2 separate regions of the Mus musculus genome follow, and region 2 is linked to region 1. A link is a contact called in public HiChIP or PLAC-seq data. All regions are on one chromosome and are shown on one strand. The core of a region is the stretch at or near the end of the contact, and the rest is flanking DNA. Distances in the headings are between cores, read along the strand shown.

The links. HiChIP or PLAC-seq counts read pairs in DNA pulled down with a chosen protein or histone mark.
Region 2: a BATF HiChIP or PLAC-seq map of CD8 T cells shows a contact between it and region 1, with 44 read pairs. The contact joins two enhancer-like sites. A contact is called at or near these places in 5 of 484 Hi-C or Micro-C datasets (CD8 T cells, Th17 cells, bone marrow-derived dendritic cells and 2 more), 7 of 115 datasets of contacts at active chromatin or transcription factors (CD8 T cells, the HPC-7 cell line, embryonic stem cells and 2 more) and 2 of 9 other capture datasets (adipose tissue and pancreatic islet).

Annotation. Positions count from the first base shown.
Region 1 is chr5:53,408,158-53,411,513 of GRCm38.p6, reverse strand. No RefSeq gene overlaps it. Among named protein-coding and RNA genes, the nearest start is that of Gm40304, 140 kb to the left of the region's middle. Within about 2 kb of position 1,658, at least 11 of the 459 cell types and tissues checked have an H3K27ac peak or open chromatin away from gene starts, as enhancers often do. A contact at or near this core is called in CD8 T cells, where this site is marked.
Region 2 is chr5:53,476,347-53,479,518 of GRCm38.p6, reverse strand. No RefSeq gene overlaps it. Among named protein-coding and RNA genes, the nearest start is that of Gm40304, 69 kb to the left of the region's middle. Within about 2 kb of position 1,713, at least 5 of the 459 cell types and tissues checked have an H3K27ac peak or open chromatin away from gene starts, as enhancers often do. A contact at or near this core is called in CD8 T cells, where this site is marked.

The DNA.
Region 1 (3,356 bases), core at 409-2,908:
CCTTTAGCTATGCACTTGGGAGACAGTTACTGGAACACTGGGGTCCTGACATGATCTCCCGTGGGAACTGGTTTGCTAGGGCTGTTTAACAAATGGCCATATACCAGGTAGCTTACAACAATAGAAACCCATTCTCTTATGATTCTGGAGATAGAAGTCCAAAGTCAAGCTGTTGGCAAAGCCATCTCCTTCTCTAGGGAGAACCCTTGTCTCTTCCAGCCTCTATTGGCTTACTCTGAGCCTGCATGTCACCGAGCCCTGGCCCACTTTCACTTGACCTTTCCTTCTGCATGTTTCTGGGTCAAATGTGTGTTTTCTCGTATGAGAAGATCTGTCACTGCATACAGGACCCACTCAGGTCACAGAGGATGATGTCATTATGATACCTAAATTTACTTACATGTCAAGATCCATTCTCCAAACAAGGTCACATTCTGGAGGTCTGGAAATTAAGGCTTGAATATATCTATGCAACAAAGCATGGGAGTCAGGAGTCCCCCAGTCTCCAAAAGCAAGGAGGGGGGCTTGTTGGGCTCTGGAAACCACAGAGGATGTGCACAGCTGGAGGACAAAACACTGCAAGCATGAGGACAGCTATGACTGCCAAGGGAGACAAGTTGCTGCTCAAAGAGGACTTAGGGTATCCAACCAGAGGCTTGAAGAGTGTCCTCAGGACAGTGAGCAGACCTTGAGAAATCTTAATACTCACTTAGGAATAATGCTTGTGGGGGGGAGGGGGCTGTTCAAGGATGAGTTGGAAGAGGGAAAGACCAGAAGTGAAGATCTGTAGAATGCTGCTGTTGTAACATCAGTGAGGAATTTGGTGGCCTGGCATTTAAAGACTAGGACAAAATCATGTCATGCTGAGGGGAGAAGGGATTTATATTGGTCTGTTTTGTTGCTACAAAATACCTGAGGCTGACCAACTAGTTTATAAAGAATAGAAGCTTAATTGGCTTGTAATTCTAGGGAGCTAGGAAGTCCAAGATTATGGTACTGACATTTGCTCAGAATTTGACTGCAAGTGTGCTAGGTGTGTGTGTGTCTGTCTGTGTGTATCTGTGTGTGTATCTGTGTGTTTGTGTTTGAGAGAGAGATAACAGAGATGATAGATAACAGATAGATAGATAGATAGATAGATAGATAGAAGATGAAAGGATGGATGGATGGATGGATAGATGGATAAATGGAGAGATAGATAGGCCCACCTTATGAGGCCAAGAGGTCAAATCAGGTATCTTCCTAGATCACTCTATACCTTATTTATTTATTTATTTATTTATTTATTTATTTATTTATTTATTTATTTATTTATTAGTCTCATTGAATTTGGAGCTTAGAGATGAGCTACCTTGGTTGACCAGTAAGCCCTAGGAACCCACTACTCTGTGTCTCTCCAAAGTTCAGCTCACAGGCATACCCTGATGTGCTCAGATTTTTTTTTCCATGTGCTCTGAAGGTCGAAATGCAGGTCTTCATGTTTTCACAGCCTGAGCCAATACCCTAGCCCCTTGATTTTTCTTATAACGTCACAAATGACATCATGGAAACTAAGCTTCTGACACACAAAGTCTCAAGGGACAAAGTCAAACCATACCAGATCTCCACCCAGCACTTAGAGACTGCTGTGGGCTGCTGAGTGGGAAGGCAGTAGAGTCTGGGCTGATGCAAAGTTTCTGTCTATGTTCCAGCCACAATGCTGCTCTGGCCACACTGAGGTGGCTCTGGGTCTGTTGCCACCATTTGCCCTTTCGAATCTGAGTCTGAGTCTGCAAGGACTCTTCAAGCACTTTAATTCAAAGAAAGACTCTCTTGGGTCCCTGTGTGGCTCTGTGGGTAAAGGAGCTTTCTGCTAAGTGTGATGATCTAAGTTTGATCCTTGCAGCCCACATGCTGAAAGGAGAGAGCAGACACCCACAGGTTGTCTTCTGACCTCCACCTGTGTGCTAGGGCATGTCTTCATGTGCCCTCCCTCCACACTAAACAAATGAAAAGGTACATTATGCCCCCCACCCCAACTCAAGTCTAAACAGAACTCACCAACATGGTTTTCTTTGGAAAGGGGTCTTTTCAAAGGTAATTACATGAAGGATTCCAAGATGAGATCATCGTGGCTTATCCAGATGGGACCTAAATCCAAAAATGGATGGTTAAAGAGACACACATCTAAAGAAGATAAGTCAGAACAAAGATGGAAGCAGAGACTGGAGGATGCAGACACAGACCAAGGGACATTCAGGACTGCCGAGATGGACTAGAATCTGGGAGATGTGAAGTGAGTTTTCTTTTCCAACCTCCAGATAGACATTTGGACATTAGACTCTCTGGGAGAATCTTCCCTGTTCTTTTAAGCTGTCAAGTTTGTGGTCATTTGTCACAGTTGTTCTAGGAATCTACTACAGATGGATAATAACCATGGACTACAGTTGACAATAAAATAAGAAAAAGGAATAATAATAATATGCTTCAGCATATTAATAGCCTTTCCCCCACCAGTCATTACAACACACACACACACACACATACACACACACACCATGTCCTATGACTGTGCCACCCAAGAAGGAGCTATCTTGACCTTGGACCAAAACCCACCTGTCCTCTTCTCTAATATGGCTGTTCTTTCTGCCATGTTCACCCAGGGAGCCAACATAGCTCCAAAGCACTCTTGATACAGACCATGCAACAAAAATGGCAAAGCTGATTAATCAGCGGGACGGGGGAAGCCTTTCCCGTTAAAGCAAGATGTAATGGTGCAATCACCTAGCAGCCAAGGACTTGTGTTTGGAGGGTCTGCCTGTTATAAAGCATTCCGCTGGGTGGTTTTAGCTGCCCTGCAGGCTAGAGTTAAGTCTTGGTCCTTGGAAGTGGTAACTATACAGAACCCGTGTTGCTGACTCCATAACAACCTTTCAAGGTCATGACTTTTCTAAAAGACATGATGCCCACTTCCAAACTACCAGGCTTTAGGGAGCCCAGAGTTCTTCCAAAAATATGGACATAGCTGTCCTATTTCCTTGTGAATGTTTCCCATCAGAATGGTGTCTCGGATGCCTAAAATAGACTTAGTGCTTCCTTCAGTCTGAGGCACAGGCTCACCTGACTTTTGAACTCCCATCCTCAGGGGAAATTTAAGCTCACCATCATGACCAATCACATCCCAGAGTTTACCCATGACCCCTCTGCCATCACTGGGCCTTCTATGACTCTCAGGCTCCCAGTCTTTTACTCACAGTACTCCCTGCTCCCCTCCCTGCTGGCTTCTCCTTGGCTGTCTCCTCCAAACTGCCAGCAGCTCCTTCCCTCCATCCACCAAACGAAGGCTGAAGTCTATGAACATGAGAGCCCCCTCCTGC
Region 2 (3,172 bases), core at 464-2,963, 68 kb before region 1:
CAACCTTGCCCTGGCTTTGCACACCAGCCTCCTATTCGACTGATAAAGATGCTCTCATTTGAGCAAAGCCTTACTCAGCCTCTTTTCAGTCTACTGCTTGCTGAGCTATGACCTTGGCCTTTTCTCGCTGTCTTTGTAGAATCCTGCTAGATCCGTTTATCAAAATCTCTGGTCCCTGGAGCCTGACCACCCTCATAGAAGTTCGCTGTTACAACTGCAACCATTCTTTGATGTTCCCTCTCTGAAGTCGCTGACTCCACTCTCGTTGGTTGTAAATCTCTACTTTGTAGAGTCCCATCCAACCTCTTGCTCTTGCTTTGGGACCCAGTGCAGGGGTCTCTGTTTCTATGGCCAAGTCTGCCACATCATCTTAAGTGTCTGGGTAAATCATTCCATGTTGTAACATTGGCAGGAGGAAATAGAAAATTGGCGGTGACCAGGTGCTGTTCCACCCTGGACCAGACTTAAACCTGTTTTAAAACTCTCCCCAGGCAGGATCTCATGGGCTCCACACCCCCTGAGTATCTAGAACTAGTTAATAGGTGAGAGCAGAGAGAAAGACATCTTCTTCAGTAGCATAGACAGTGACCGGTCAGGTGATGCTCCTACAGATTATCTTTAACCCAGGACTCTGTAAGCAACCACAACGAAACCTCTTAGGTTATCAAAAATAAACAAATATATAAACGAATGAAAGTCAAGCATCACCAGAAGAAACATTATGATGCATATTTGAATATGTTAATACAAAGTTTCTCCACAAAGATCCCCGCTCCACCTTCCCCAAAGCCGAAGTTGTTACCATCCAGGCGTCTCATTTGTTGGGATGATCAAAGATAGGGCTGGGGTATGTATGGCTCAGTGCAGGGATCACTTGCCTAGCACAGGACAGCAGGCCCAGGGGTCAGTTCTCAGCACTGCAAATCAAATCAAAACAAGACAGAACTGGAGAGGAAAAGGTTGTTTTTAGAGAGTTAGGTCAGCAGCGCTGGGGGCGGGGGTGGGGGTGGGGTGGCGTGGAGGCTGGGCACACATCTGCATATGGTGAGGGGACAGCTTGGCTGGAACCTGAGGGTTTTCTCTTCCCTGGCCTGTACAAAGGAATTAAACCACAAAAGCTGAGATACTTAGGGAAGTGGGATGGATGCAGGAGGGTGGAGGTGGGGCTTCATTGTGATCTAAGAGTGAAGTAGGAGTTTTAATCGTGAGACAGACTCTATGAGGGTCATCAGTTGAGGTCCTCCATAATTTTGTTTTAAAAGATATGAATCGGATGGGCTGCAGCTTCCGCTCGGTGGTAAAACTGTTTTCCAGCAGACCCAAGGCCAAGGTTACATCCCCAGTACAACAAACAAACAAACAAGCTCCAAACCTCAAGCTATAAATCAGAAATTATAATTAATTTTTTAAAAATTTGTTTTTCCTGCTTTTCTGGATATGAACTTGTGCAGACGCCAGGCCAACCTCAAAGAACCTTGATCATACAGGCTTTCTGGAAATGCACAGGCAAATCCTTGCTACCACTGAAAAGAGATAATGTCTTAGAGTTTGGGGGACAGGGGTGGCTTGCTGGCTCTGGTAGGCTATTAAGGAACTGAGGCCTGTGGGTGAGAGGGTATCAGGTCAGGGTACCCACAATCAAACCCCACCTTGGCCTGTGCTAACAGTCACATTGATCCAGTCATGCCAGGCTGTTTCCACATTGCACTGGTTTAGACAAACAAGCCCAGGGAAACTCAGTGCCTATCGCAAAGCATTCCAGGTTATACACACTCAGTATGTGCTTATGAAGATGTACAAGTAGAGTAGGCACTGTGTGTGTGTGTGTGTGTGTGTGTGTGTGTGTGTGTGTGTGTGTGTGTGTGTGTGTGGTTGTCACAGTAAAAAAGACCCACGATGTTTTTGGTTTTGTTTTTATTCACTTTACATCCTGATCGCTGTCCCCACTGCCGTTTCCCCAATTGATTCACCTCCCTCAGTCCCCTTCTCCTCTGAGAAAATGAAGGACCCCCCCACCCCCTTCCCATATTCCCCCTGGCACAGCAAGCCTTTGCAGGGCTAGGAACTTCTTCTCCTGCTAAGGCCAAACAAGACAGTCGAGTTAGGAGGACGGATCCCACAGACAGGCAACAGCTTTAGGGATAGCCTGTGCTCCAGTTGTTGCAGACCCACATGAAGACCAAGCTGCACATCTGCTATATATGTGTGGGGAGGCCTAAGACCAACCCTGTATGCTCTTTGGTTGGTGGTTCAGTCTCTGAGAGCCCCCAATGGTCCAGGTTAGTTGACTCTGTTGGTCTTCCTGTGGAGTTCCTATCCCCTTCAGGGTCCCCAGTCTTTCCTGTAAGGGTACCCAAGCCCCATTCAATGTTTGGCTGTGACCCACAATGTTTTGGAATGAGTGTACATTCCAGATGCGGACATTATTCTGATCCTACTTTTCAGTTAGTTCAAAGCTATCCAATGGAGACGCAAGTTGGTCAATCTTCTTTACAAACTAGCTTAAACAAATATATTTGAAATGCTTCCGGGTCCCGTGGCAGGAAGCCCTTTCTGCCTCTTTCCATACCAGCATCAAATGTTGTTTCCCTAAAGCTCATTTATTCATTTAGCATGCATCTGAGGTCTGGCTCCATGCAGACCAGTGAGGTCTAGTTGGCAAAGGGCTACTCTGATTGCTGGCGAAGACATGCTCCCCACTCCCCCAATACTTCATAGCACCTTCCTGTGTAGTCCTTATTCGAGCTGTGCACTGAGCTAAGGTATGCTTTCTGGTTTGTTCTTGGGGAGAGAAAAGGATGATGTGGTGGCTGTTTTAAAGAAAGATGATGCTTAATAGGGTTAAGGGACCACATGTAATCACAGTTGCAGGTATCCTATGAGACAGGGCATCCTGCAACTCGGGCTGGTCTTCAGCTTGTTATAGAGATAGGGCTGGGTTACAGGATTGCACTGCCACGCCTGGTTTATGTGGTGCTGAGGACTGAACCCAGGGCTTTGTGCATTCTAGGTAAACAGTCTGCTGACTGAGCTGCATGCCCATTCCAGTCTTTTGTTTTTTTGAATCAAGATTATTTAACCCATGTCTTTGGGACTGTGTTGAGAACATCACTCAGCTTGCCAGGACTTCTTTCTGGCTGTTACTGCCTCTTTCTTGGCTGTATTTCCTTCC